3 separate regions of the Mus musculus genome follow, and all the other regions are linked to region 3. Evidence: chromatin contacts called from public HiChIP or PLAC-seq data. All regions are on one chromosome and are shown on one strand. The core of a region is the stretch at or near the end of the contact, and the rest is flanking DNA. Distances in the headings are between cores, read along the strand shown. Region 1 overlaps Atxn1 (ataxin 1). Region 2 overlaps Atxn1 (ataxin 1). Region 3 overlaps Atxn1 (ataxin 1).

What was found. HiChIP or PLAC-seq counts read pairs in DNA pulled down with a chosen protein or histone mark.
Region 1: a contact with region 3 is called in a BATF HiChIP or PLAC-seq map of CD8 T cells, with 33 read pairs. The contact joins two enhancer-like sites. A contact is called at or near these places in 1 of 15 datasets of contacts at CTCF or cohesin (CD8 T cells), 7 of 484 Hi-C or Micro-C datasets (B cells, the C2C12 cell line, cerebral cortex and 2 more), 3 of 115 datasets of contacts at active chromatin or transcription factors (CD8 T cells, bone marrow-derived macrophages and effector CD8 T cells) and 3 of 9 other capture datasets (adipose tissue, liver and pancreatic islet).
Region 2: a BATF HiChIP or PLAC-seq map of CD8 T cells shows a contact between it and region 3, with 22 read pairs. The contact joins two enhancer-like sites. A contact is called at or near these places in 1 of 15 datasets of contacts at CTCF or cohesin (CD8 T cells), 1 of 484 Hi-C or Micro-C datasets (Th1 cells), 3 of 115 datasets of contacts at active chromatin or transcription factors (CD8 T cells, effector CD8 T cells and memory CD8 T cells) and 1 of 9 other capture datasets (adipose tissue).

What each region holds. Positions count from the first base shown.
Region 1 is chr13:45,682,915-45,687,729 of GRCm38.p6, forward strand. All of the region lies in intron 6 of Atxn1 (ataxin 1), which reads right to left. Among named protein-coding and RNA genes, the nearest start is that of Gm34582, 160 kb to the left of the region's middle. Within about 2 kb of position 3,522, at least 23 of the 459 cell types and tissues checked have an H3K27ac peak or open chromatin away from gene starts, as enhancers often do. A contact at or near this core is called in CD8 T cells and regulatory T cells, where this site is marked.
Region 2 is chr13:45,647,314-45,651,890 of GRCm38.p6, forward strand. All of the region lies in intron 6 of Atxn1 (ataxin 1), which reads right to left. Among named protein-coding and RNA genes, the nearest start is that of Gm34582, 120 kb to the left of the region's middle. Within about 2 kb of position 2,043, at least 34 of the 459 cell types and tissues checked have an H3K27ac peak or open chromatin away from gene starts, as enhancers often do. A contact at or near this core is called in CD8 T cells, Th1 cells and memory CD8 T cells, where this site is marked.
Region 3 is chr13:45,875,239-45,879,430 of GRCm38.p6, forward strand. All of the region lies in intron 2 of Atxn1 (ataxin 1), which reads right to left. Among named protein-coding and RNA genes, the nearest start is that of Atxn1, 88 kb to the right of the region's middle. Within about 2 kb of position 1,318, at least 24 of the 459 cell types and tissues checked have an H3K27ac peak or open chromatin away from gene starts, as enhancers often do. A contact at or near this core is called in CD8 T cells, Th1 cells, memory CD8 T cells and 1 more, where this site is marked.

The DNA.
Region 1 (4,815 bases), core at 2,272-4,771, 190 kb before region 3:
GAATAGTGTGCTAAGTGAAACCAACAGTCGAAGAAGGGCAAATACTGTAGGAGTCTAATCACAGGAGGGCCTTAGAGTCAGCAGAATTATAAAGGTGGAAAGTGGCTGCAAGGGACTTTGGAGACGGAAGGATGGGGAGTTATTGCTATAGGGTCCGACTCAGGAAGATTTTTGTGAGTTTTCAATTATTATCTTATGCATTTGTTGTGTGAGTATGTGCATGCATACACATGTGCCACAATGCTTGTGTGAGGGTTAGAGATAAAACGTGGGAATCGGTTCTCTCCTTCCATCATGTGGATTGAATTCAGGTCATGAGACTTACGCTCATATTTACCCACTGAGCCAGCTTGATGAACCCAGATTCAATTCTCAAAGAGAGAAGAGGTCTGAATGGCTGGATGGCTGGCTGGCTGGCTGGCTGGATGGATGGATGGATGGATGGATGGATGGATGGATGGATGGATGGGAGGATAGATGGATGGATGGATGGATGGATGGATGGATGGATGGATGGATGGATGAATGGATGAATGGATGGGAGGATGGGAGGATGGATGGATGGATGGATGGACGGATGGATGGTAGGATGGATGGATGGATGGATGGATGGATGGGAGGATAGATGGATGGATGGATGGATGGATGGATGGATGGATGGATGGATGGGAGGATAGATGGATGGATGGATGGATGGATGGATGGATGGATGGATGGATGGGAGGATGGATGGATAGATGGATGGGTGGATGATGGATGGATGGATGGACTGATAAGTGGATGAAAGGAAGAAACACCATCAATACCACTGAACTGGAGACTTAAAAATGGCAGAGACAGAAACTTGTTAAATGCATTCTATCACATCATAAGATCCACAGGGGCCAGATGTGATTGGAAAGGGAAAGAAAGCTGAGGTCTACCTAGAGGTCATAAGGGATGCCCTGAAATCAAACCTTTTGACTTTGAAGCTTTCTGCATTTCACAGATGACCTCTGGGTACAGGCGTGGTTCTTTTCTCTCATTCTAAAGCATTCCCTTCTCACTGAAAGTCTCCTCTCAGGACAACAAAAAATGATAGCTACAGACTTGAAAAGAGGCTTTCAGAGAAGAAGCACATTTTCCACTAAGCAATCTAACCTAACAACACAATTTAATAACAGAAACTAATTTTGAGTTTTCAGGTTTCTTTTCTTAAAGATTTACTTATTTAACGCATATGAGTGCCCTATCTGCATGTATGCCTACATGCCAGAAGAGGGCATCAGATCACACTGTAGATGATCATGAGCCACCATGTGGTTGCTGGGGATTGAACTCAAGATCTGGAAGGCTAGGAAGCCTAACGAACACAAATTGTCTTGTTTCCTGGTGTTCTCTCGGCTCTCTGCAGCCAAGAGGGCTTCAGCAGAGGATGTCTGGGGTGTGATGCATGTGTGTATGTACCTGTGTGTACATGAGAGAAGGGAGAATTCACTGTTGTCATACCCAGAGAATGTGCATCAGAAAGGTGAGAGATCCACATGCTCTCAATAGATCCTCATGCCTATCTTCCTTTGTAAGACACAGGCAATACTCAATGGGCATTCATCGATCTCACGCCGGTCTGTCAAATTACGATGACTGCCCCATACACTAATCAAGGAGGCCATCAAGAGTGGCTCTGCACACAGACTCACTCTTTCAGACTTAAAAATATGTCACCTTCCAAGGAAGCAAGCGCCAGGAGGTACATAGTAGGGTCCCAGAACTAAAGGAAGCAGACTGGATGGGCAAGTGAAGACTACGAGCTAGCTCAGTGTAACAACACACAGGCAGCAGACTCCATTCGCTGGCCCCATCTTCCAATAACAAGATCCCATGTCCCTCTGCACTGATCCATGCCCTCTGGAACAGCGTGTCCAGTCACTAACATCATATGTGAAGTGTCACACAAGGTTACATGTTTAAACAGCGACAGGAAGCACAAAGGTGGCAGTTTCTCCACTCCCCTCCAGTGCCAAGCTCCTTTATTCCCCCTGGCCTTGGTTCCACACGCTGTTCTGAGTGCCAGAAGAGAGTGAGCGTGACAAACCCTTTCTTCCTTTTGGTATAGAGGGCAATGAGTCAATGCTTATGCATCGGGCCTGCTATTAAAGCAAATAAGCAGACTCAGGCATTCCAAGCCATTCCTGCTTTTTCTTTCCAGTTCACTTGAGCATGAAGCTCTCCATATTTGGGCACTTGAAATTAGGAGTGGGATTTACCCCTTATCACATGTTTCTTTATCAGTTCTCTACAAGAGGTTTTCACTGAGACTCTCTGATTAAAAAAAAAAAAAAAGTCTAAAATGCTTGCTATGTTACTCAGCAGTCAAGGATGCCTGTGGGCTGGGATCGCACCCAGGGACTTTTCAGACTCTGGTGTTGATGGGGCACCCATTCAGCCAGCAGCATATAGAGGGGCTGAGCCTCCAGCCACCCCTTATACTCACTATCCCCTGCCCCTGGAGCATGCAAGGTTCCCATTAGTGACCACAAGATAAAGACCGACCCGTCTCACCCGATGATCTTTCTAACAGGCTTTTCAAGCAAGCGGCAAAACATCTGAATCTGAGTTAATCAAGTGGCCTGCCCCATCCTAGAGGACCATATCCAGGCCCTAGGGCTCCGTGGCTTCTCTCATAGTAAACACTGAGACCTAAGTGGGAATAAAGAGAAAGCAGGAGGCGCAGGCCATTTGCAGGGCTCTAAATTTCCTCTTTTTAAGCAGAAAAAAAAAATCCCACAAAGAAATAGGGTGAATTGTGCACTTCACGCACATGTAGGGGCCTTCCCAGTTTTCTCCATCACATTTTAAACACTGGAGTTATAACGCAGAGAGCTGAGAAAGAGCCTGCAATTCCCACCCACCCAGCATCACGCAAGTTTCAGAGTCCCTGACTATACTTATAGAAACCACAGGTTATTCTCACTCTCACTTTTGAATTTGAATTTAGTGAAATGAAACACTCATTTCCATTCTAGTATGCTTAAGAGCTAACACTGAAATGTATATTATGGGTCATATTTGGAAATGAGTGGGTGAGCACTGGTCCAATCCAAGTTTAGAGAGGTTTTTGAGAAAGAGAGCCCTCAGACCACCTGGGGCACGTTGCCTATTTTGAGCTTAAGAGGGAAAAGTGTGTTGAAAGGAGAAGGGTGGTCTGCTGGACTGACCCGTGACAATAATAATGCAGGCAGTCACATTCGAAGAGCATCTTTGAGCCATTAGTCCCTTGGGTTCTGTTGACAATCTATAGTCAACAAGGGTCTGTGGGATTCAGTAAGAGCTGGGCCAAGCCCCTCCCCCATGCTCAGCACTTCCCCTTGAAGCAGACAGTGGGCAGGTCTGGAGCTTGCTGCTCTCTGCTGTGCCTTTAGAAACCCCCAACCTCTCTTCTGGTTGTATTGTTTCAAACGTGCTTGTGAGCTCTGCACCACCTCTGAGTCTTGCTCATCCTGTTTGCCCTTAGCTATCCTTGGGCTGTCTTCCTGGGGATGATGTTAAGTGCTTTTAGGCTTTGTGTTGCTAGGTACCCTACCAATCATGTCAGCATCCTGTGTAAAAGCTTTAAGTGGCTACTCGTCTGTATTTGCGAAATGTTTCAAGCCAGGTGTGGTGGTTCAGGCCTGAAACACTAGCATTTGTGAGGTGAAGGCAGAAGAATTGCCAAAATTTTAGGCCAGCCTGATCTACACAGGGGAAAAGTTGAGCTCTGGGCAAGCCAGGGCTATAGAGCAAGACCCTGTCTCAAATACATACATACACAGGTTCATAGATACATATATCTCCTCTGACATTTCTCACATGCTTTTGTCTAGCCATTCCTGAACTCTTGGAGTTTTCCCAGCATGCTGTGTCCTCTTGCATTGAGCTTTGTACATGTTGTTTTCTGTGTGAGTAGAGCCAGAGAAAGCTAGATCCCCTGAGTTGAACCTACTAGGTAATTGGCTCTTTGTGGCCAAAGAGAAATTAACAAATGTGAAAGAACACATGAGTGAGATTTTTCTCTCTTTTACTACTCTTACGACGCCTGGGATTGCAGTATGGAGAAACTCTATCATACCTGAGCATGGTGTCTTACCACCTGCCACCCTAGCACTTGAGTAGTCGAGGCAGAAGGATTGCTATGGATTCCGGGCCAGCCTGGGCTACAGAGTAAGACATCATCTCAGAAAATAAATAAGTACGAACACACTCAGGGAAGAATCAGGGAAAGGAGAGGGAGGAGTGGGTAAGCAGAAGCTCTGACGAGCTTACCAGAGGATAAGAGACATCAGAGTTAAAACAAGCTGGGTAAACTGAAGGTCCCTTATCCCTAGAGCCTGTGAAACTTTCCAGCAACCATTCCCATAATACGCCTCAGCCGAGCTAGCACAGTGACCTGCAGAATCGCAGTACAGTTATGTTTGTACGGCACAACACATTGGAATCACTTGTTACACTGTATATGCTGACTGCTACACCCTAGTGATATGGTTGACACCCAATCATACCTCAGGTATGAGGATAAAGGCTTGATCCCAGAAAATGTTACACTGGTTTGTATCCACAGGATGCTGAAGGTAGCTCATGGTATAAAGAGTTGCTTATTTTCTTATTTCCATCCCTAGTGATTGAAAACTCCTTAGCTGTTGTGAATGCCCAGCGTTTGCAAATACTCAGTCAATATCTGCTAGAGTAAGACCAAAGAATACAGATCTTTGTCTTCGGGCTTTCTCCTGTCTTTAATGTCAGAGCATCGATTTTAGACATTATTTTTTTTTTCTATACTGCTACCTCGATCTGTTAATG
Region 2 (4,577 bases), core at 793-3,292, 230 kb before region 3:
ATGCAAATGAGGTATGATAATGAGGTTCTGTAAGGTACTGAGAGAGAGTAACCAATCAGATGTGAGACATGCAAATGAGGTATGATAATGAGGTTCTGTAAGGTACTGAGAGAGAGTAACCAATCAGATGTGAGACATGCAAATGAGGTATGATAATGAGGCTCTGTGAGGTACAGAGAGAGAGTAGCCAATCAGATGAGGAACATGCAAATGAGGCGTAGTGCATAACCAATCCGGGTGTGAGACACGCCTCTCCTAGGCCTATATAAGCAGCACCAGTTCTGGGCTCGGGGTCTTTTTGTCTCTACAATCAAGCTCTCCCAATAAACGTGTGCAGAAGGATCCTGTTGCAGCGTCGTTCTTCCTGGCCAGTTGAGTGCGCGCAAGAGTTCAGGGATGACCTCTTTGCATTGGATAACCACGAAGGGAACTCTCATCCCCGAGACAGGCCATTTCTCCCTCTCCAGCAGGCATTAGTTGCCTATAGCCCTTTGTGTAGGGCTGGGACCCTGGGAAAATGTTCTCCTTCTATGTCAGCATATCTATTGAGATCACCATAGTTTTGGAGTTCTTACTAACATCCATTTCTAAGGGAAGACTGTTTTGCACCGGATTTCCCCATGTTCTGCCTCTTCTGGTCTTTCCATGGGGGTGGGCTTTGGCAGCTCGAGGGCTCGCTTGCAGATTGTTCTCCCTTCTTCATACTTATAGTTCAAGATGTTAGCCCGCAGCCCGCTGCTCCAGCCACCATTTCTGTAGCTTGGCTGCCAGGCTTCCCCAGCATCCCAGCCTATCTCTCTCTAGAATCCTGAGCACAAATAAACTCTTCCCTCCACAAGTTTCTTTGGTCATGGTAATTTATAAGAGCAACAGAGAAGTAACCAATATGGGGTCTCACATAGCATAGGTCGAGTTTGAACTCACTCTGTAGCTTAGGATGACCAAGAACTTCTGATCCCCCTGCCCCTACTTCATAAAAGCAATAATTACAGACATGTGCTACCATGCCTGGTTTATGCAGTGTTGGGGCTCATGGACCCACTGCATAGAACATACAAGGCAAGCACTCTCTCAACTCAGCTCCAGCCCCAGCCCAGGGACAACATTTTAAATAAAAGCTAGAATGTGCTTACTGTCTGTTTCATTTAAGAGGCTGAAGACGGGGGAGCCAATAAAGCGGTTCAGTGGGTAAAGGAGCTAGCTCACTATCAAGACTGGCAACCTGAGTCTGCTCCTTAGACCTCACATGGTAGAAGGAGAGTACCAGGTCGCTCTCAGTGTGCCTAGATTTCTACTTGTACATCACAGCAGGTGCATGCAAGCACACACATACAGTAGATAGATAGATAGATAGATAGATAGATAGATAGATAGATAGACAGACAGACAGACAGATAGGCAAATGTATTGTAATGAAAAAAATATTGAGGATGGAGGTGAGACACAACTTTATAAAATTTGCATATGTTCATTAAAAATAGCTCAGCTACTTTAATACAGAGAATCAGAAGGATAAGTTGGGAAGTGATGCTGGTATTCTGCTTCTGTCTACACAGCCAGCCTAGACTCAAACCTTCAGGAACAAACAGGTTTCTCTGCCTAAAATGGATGAAGTCAGAACCAAACCATCCACATCTCCAAGTATCCCCAAGCCAGCTCTCATCTGGATTCACCGTGACGAGGCTTTACCCGAAGATCTGAAGAAAGTATTAGAAAGCGAGAAAACAGACATTACTTTGGGGAAGCTGGGAGACGGTTTTATAATCCAACTTGTCGCTAGATAGAATGGCCCATAAAAATAACATGGGGGACTATTACCTGACAACAGAACATATGAAATCTGTGTCCGTCTCTCTGTCACTCTGCCTCTGTCTGTCCCTCTCTCCACTCCTCCCTCCCTCCTAATTTAATTAAATATTTAAGCTGCTAAGAGACAAAAAGCCCCTCCGGTTTCACATCTGATGTCCCCTTGTGACACTGGCTTACGTGTGATATGATCACATTTCCTGACTTGTGGCAGGAAACACTGATTGTGGGCCAGCACTCTCCTTTTTGAGTCACACGTGAACCCCTGAGGTTACCAGCTGGAACACAGTAGATGCCACCTTGGATTATGAGGTCCCTCCAACTCAAGCTGCCCTGGTCTTTCTGTTTGAGGGTTTTCTCTCATACAGTGAGAAATACAAGTTCACACCTATCACAGGGTGAGGCTGTTCAAACTGAAACCAAGGAACCAGCCCCACTGAATCATCCACTGTCACTTTAACAGTAGCAAGGACACTGAAGGGAGCCAAGGAGCTGCTTACATTTGCATCTGGCCCCTCCCACTTTGGACGAAGGATGACTAAAATATGTAATTTTTGAATAGTGGGTTGCTTCAGCTCTGTGACTGGGAGCTGGAAGCAAATGTACTCTGACATTTTAGGCTCCAGTCTTTCCTGTTTCTCTCAATGGGAATATTTTCAAAAATATCTTAAATGTAGAATTAAACTCTGGGCTGCCTCCTTCTCCACAGGGTTAGACTTAGGCTCAAGGGTGAGGGCAAGACATGGGGACACAGCTTGGCATTTGTTGTGGGATGATACCCATTCACACACTTTCACACTTGTGGGAGGTAAGTGCAATTGCAGATAGGTGTGCAGAGGAGAGTGTGCATGTATATGTAAGGATTAGGACATACACACACACATATCATATGGGCGCACAGAGAGATGTATATAACCCATAAACATGAGAAACATATGTAGGCACATGTAGGCATGAGTGCACACACCTGGGTATGGTTGTGAGCATTCTATATCATTAGAGTAAATGCGTGTTTGTAGTACGCATGTGTCCAAATGTATGGGGTGAATTGCAATATTCTATCATGCAGGGGTGAATATATACACATATGCACACATGAGAGAATATACATCTATGCGGTTGTGAATGTATCCTTATGTGTGAGCACGCAAAAAACAAAAAACAAAAAACCCACCACCAGGATTTGAGAATACATGGGCACAGGCAGGGATGTGTATACATGCACATATGGGAAGTGTGGGTGCTGTGTTCACACAGAGTAGCTGAATGCATGCAGGCACATTCCTGAATACTAAGTGCATAGTAATCAGGACAACCGCAACTCTGAAAAATGAAAATCACCCACAGTAAAGTCCCAAGCAGATGTTTTTTTCCTGTGGCAGTAAACACAGAAAACAAGGCAGGTGGGTGGAGTTAGACATTTAAGCCCACTTCATAGCCATGGTACTTTTATTTAACACATTGATGCAATACCTAATATGCTAACACCCATTGCAAAAAACAGTCCCGAAAAGGATGTTCAACGGTTTAATTTAAAGTACTGGTGTGAGTTTTATCTTTGTGTGCTGAACCAATGGTGGCTGAAGCATCTTCGTTTTTTTTTTTTGTTTGTTTGTTTTTTTGTTTTTTCCCCTTCTGAGTTAGAGAACAGCAGCCCCGGTGTACTGCTGACGGCTATCCTTTTGAAGTTCCAGAGACAGTTGGGTAGACTGCCTCAACAAAAACAAAAAAAAAAAAAAAGAAAAAAAAAAAAAGAAAAAAAAATCAGACACTCAGAGAGTTCAGTGACAGACTATGCGAAGGTTCTCAGCAACACAGGTTTGGGGGATGGTGCTGGAGTGGAACACCTCGTAAGGGTGACACCCCGAAGCTCACTCTTTCCTTTCTGCCTGCCATGATGCATGTCTGCCTTCCTACCCCTAATGCCTCCATGGCTTCCAAGAGTCTTTGCCTGAAGGGTATGGCCATTCCCAGGGCAGCTTTAATTGCTTTTTAGGAGCCTCACTACTATTTCTCTGGACCAGTTTGTGCTTTCTTAAAGATGCTTGGACAACAAGCTTCTGGAGACTCGCTGACCCTGGCAATTTGGTGATGGCGAATCCTACCGCACATCTGCAGGAACACTTCTCTAAGAGGTTAATTGGCAGCCAGAGGAATAGGTCCTGCCCATGGCTCAGGAACTTGAGCACAGCCCAGGAATCATCCAAGAAGGCACTGTCTCTCATTATGAAGACCCCTTGGCCAGTTCTTCTCCTCCCAGGACAGCCTTACAGGTTGGGAAAATGTATTTTCCTGGGGAAATGTGGTCTAATTTTAGTTTTATGTTTTCACAAGTCAGAAGGCAACCAAGAATGTTGCCAATATATTACTGAAAAGTATTTTTCAATACGGTGCTTTAAAAAAAAAAAAAAAAGTATCACTCAAGATGGTTGATCTGAGTCAGACAAGAAATTCTGGAGACCGAATTCTAAAATACACTTGAACAAAAAAGTCAATTGGGGGGATGCTTGTAACCCCACACCAAGCTCTAGAAATCACAGTTTACTTCTTAGCCTCTCCTTCTGAAAACCGAAGAGCTGCATCTGGCCTATGCCTTTGCAAGTCTGAGCTGAACGGTCCTGAAAACCCTGTCATTTTGCATCAGTCGATCTCTCACTACTTCAGCAGCGCAGCAGCCTGTCTGTCTCTTACTAAGCAAGCTCTCATCACCTGTCAGTCATGGCTCCTGCTGTTCTGAACACTCAGGAGAGATGAATGAAGGTGCGGCTGAG
Region 3 (4,192 bases), core at 68-2,567:
GCACGATTTTTTTTTAAAAGCCCCCTGGTTGTTTAAAAAGCATCTGGAATACCAGAATGCGATCTTTTTTTCTTTTACCTTTTGTCAGTGGCTAGATGCCCAAGAAGACCTGTTCCTCCAGCTACACTCCTTGGCCCTAAATTCTAACAACCATCTCACGTGCATTTGACTCCTGCCACTTGCTTCAACAGTAGAGAAGACGGCGCTTCCTTCACTGAAGAGAGTCACCAAATGTGCCAGCCAGGCATGGTGAAGGTAAAGCCAATGCATAAAAGCCATGGAGTTAAAACATAGCATAACTTAGAAGAGAGATGCCCAGGGCCCAGAGCCGCAGAGGCAACCACAGTCACGGTTCTCAGTCCCATTCTTTTTTACGTTCTCGGGTCTCGAGTTTAAGGTCTTTGATCTAGAGATAATGCACACATCTCTATCAATGTGAAATTCTTAGACTAATGAGACAGTTCAGTGGATGGATAAGGCAATGTCAGCAGAAGTAAGGCGATCTGAAGTCATACCTTACACATGAGCCAGATGCAGCAGTGAGCAACTGCAGTCCCTGCGAGCCCAGAGTCATGTACATCTGCTTGTACTCCCATGGTAGTGTGCATCTGCAGTCCCTGCACTCCCACACTGAGATGGGAGGCAGAGGCTGGAGGATTCTCAGAAGCCCGTTGGCTGGCTAGCCTGGTATACACAGTAGCAAACAAGATAGACCCAGTCTCAAACAATGTGGGAGGTGAAGACTCAGACTGTAGGCTGGCTTCAGGAAGCTCCACACTTGCCCACACTCTCACACACACCAACAGGCACATTGAATACTCATGCACATACAAACAGATACACAACATAAAGAAGTTGCAAGCAAGCACCGAAGATCTTTTTTAGGCAAATCTTGTTTCAAACACTTTCAACCAATGCCAAGTGTTTCTGCTCTGACAATCGCTATTGTAACGGTCTCTTGGGCTGCCTTTTAAGACAAACAAGCTTCTTTCTTCTTTACAGATGGCTGGCTGGGCTGGGCTCAGAGAGAACCTGGCTGTCTTTTGGCAGGGGCTCTTTCCCAGCTCAAAGTAAAAAACTAAAGATGGAAAACTGAATAGGAGCCTAGAGGACCAAGTTCAGGCAGATCAAAGGCTACTTTAGTTATTTTTATAAAGAGAGATATATAGTTAGCACACTAGCAATTTTCTTATTGAATATAAGTAGACCCCATTACTTTACAAGTGCAGGCAACACACACACACACACACACACACACACACACCATAGGAAGCCAGGTGGTGGCAATGCCTGTAATCTTAGCACATGAGAGGCAGAAGCAGGAAAACCACAAATTCAAGGCCAGCCTGTTGTATTTGTGAAGTTCCAGGCTGACAAGGGCTACATAGTGAGACCTGCCACAAAATAAAAACAATAAAAATTCTGGCATATGGTGGTGGGAGCATAAACAATTGCATTATGGAAATCGGTGTGGACGTTTCTCAAAAAACTACAACTAGAACCTACTGTGTGACCCTGCTATGCCACTACTGCGCCGACACCCAAAGGGCCCTACATCTTTTCAGAGATACTTACAGTTCATGTTTGCTGTTCTTCTATTTGTAATAATAAGGAAATAAAATCAGCCTAGTTGTCTGCCAACAGATGAATGGGCAAGAAGAGTTCATGTACACAGTGAAATTTTATTCAGTCATAAAGAAATATGGAACTTATAGAAAAATGTATGGAACTGGGAAATATCATGTTAAACAAGGTCACCCAGGCCTAAAAAAGGCAAATATCACATATTCTTTCTCATAGGTGTTCCCTAGCTTCTAGTATTCACATATAGCCCATTATGTAGGCATGAGCATGGGCGGAGGTCATGGAACTTGAAAGAGGCCCATGAGAGCAAAGAAGATGCTTTCAGGAAGGGGCGTGGGGGTAACCAAATAGACACGACATGAAAATGAAAACAGAGAATACTGGGGGCAGAAGGTGCAAGCGGGAGGGGAAAGGAAACGGGGGAGGGAAGGTGTAGGGGGACCAGAGAGTCCATATGAACATGCCACCAGGACACTCATTACTTCATCTGCTTATTGAAAATTCAGAACTAATCTACCAAAAGGAAAAGGAAAAAAACCAGGAAGGAAAGGAAGATGGACAGATGGAAGAACAGGGCAGAAGAAAGGAGAGATAGTTAGGAAAGAATGGATGGAGAGGGTAAGGAAACAGGGAAGAGAACAAGGGAGATGAAGGAGGAGGGAGGGGAGGGAGAAAATGAAGGAGGGAGGGAAGGAAGTGGGAAATGGAGGAAGGAGAGGGGAGAAGAGAAAGAAGGGAGGGGAAGGAGGAAGAAAGAGAGGAGAAAAGGGGAAATGGAGGAAAGAAGAAAAGAGGGAGGGGAAGGGAAGGGGAGAGGAGGGAAGAGAAAGGCAGTTAGGCTCTAAAGTTTTGAAAAAGTCAATTATCGTCCAAGTTCACTTTGAAACACCCTCAGTTTCCCTATAAACATTGCAAACATGAGTCTGTGTACACAACACAACAGCTTTTGCATAGTAAGGTCTGAGGACTACTAGCTCAGACTACTAGCTCAACTGTGGAGAACTGAGAGGGATCTGACTTGTAAAAGTGCAGATACTCAGCCCTCTCTCCATTGCAGTGCTGTGCTGGGGCCACAGCTTCCAACCCAGGGAATAAGTAAAGAACTGTAAAGTGCTGTGAACCAGCAAGCTCACCTCCATTCTCTACCCAATCTTAAACTGCTTTTCATTTATTTTAATTCCTTTGCTTTAATGCTGGGGATCGAACTAGTCAACCACTCTGAACTAGTCAACCATTCTTATCCCTGAGCTATACCCCTAGCCTTTAAGCTTTTATATAAAGCAAACAAACAAACTTTAGTGAAGAGTAAGTTGTAGTTAAGAGAATCATATCAGGGGCTTTTACTGCTTTTCATTTATTTTAATTCCTTTGCTTTAATGCTGGGGATCGAACTAGTCAACCACTCTGAACTAGTCAACCATTCTTATCCCTGAGCTATACCCCTAGCCATTAAGCTTTTATATAAAGCAAACAAACAAACTTTAGTGAAGAGTAAGTTGTAGTTAAGAGAATCATATCAGGGGCTAGTCAAAAACAATCTATAGATATGAAAGGGACAGAAGGGAGGGAGAGGGGATGTGGGAGGGTTAAGTGAGGATAGATGGGCAGAATAGAGGAGAGGCTTAGGAAAGGAGCTATGCTATGGATTTTTGAAAACCCCATATGGAAACCATCTTATAAGCTCTGCACACAAAGAGAGACAGACACAGAAAGACATGGGGGGGGGGGAGAAGGAGGGGAAGAAGGAGGGAGAATTAGTTCTACTGGAGTTATCCTACAAAAGGAATTATGTCTCCCCAAGAAGTCATGGGTTGTCAAACAAAAAGCAAGAGTCAGGTGTGGGGTACTTACCCTCAAAGCATTGGTCAGAGGTGTCCCTGAGATCCCACCCCCAAACAGTGCAGGCTCTCACCACAGCTCTTGGTTGCCTACCAGAACTTGATGGCAAGAACCTGTTACTGAAAACACCACACTCATTGGTCACAAGACTTTGAGAAATCAGTTGTTACTGACCAGAAAGCGTTCTCCCTGATAGCTATAACAATCATAGTACCAGAAGATACGACAAAGGCACCTGGGGAAAGTTCTCTGTAGTCTTACCCAGAGGCAAATCATGTGACGTTTAATAATGACTGGAATAGCAAGGTGTGCCGATGGATCCAAGAGGGCACAAATGTCATGACAGTGATCGGCTATTATCTGATTGGATTTAAGGCCTACTCCCTGGGAGAAAAATTAGGCCTGGTACTGAAAATCTGGCTAGGAAGCTCACAGGGACCTGAGGGTCAACCTACTTCTGTTATTAAATGGACATAGCATCAAACCAACTTCTAAATTCATCTCTCTGGACCCACAGATCAGCGCAGCCCTCTGACCTCAATAGCTAAGTTTCTTTGTAGAGTGGACGGTAGATAACTGAGAAACTCACAACTGGTCAAACTGCAGAAGACAGGTAATTGTAGAGTGCTCTGCCATAAATGAGCTGTACCCCTAAGGTTCAGGGACCACTGTGGAAGATGGAGCAAAGCAATGGTAAAAGCCAGCAGTTGGGGAAGGACCAGAGTGAAACTGTGTCTTCTAGACCCAGCAGGACTGCTATGCTCATGGA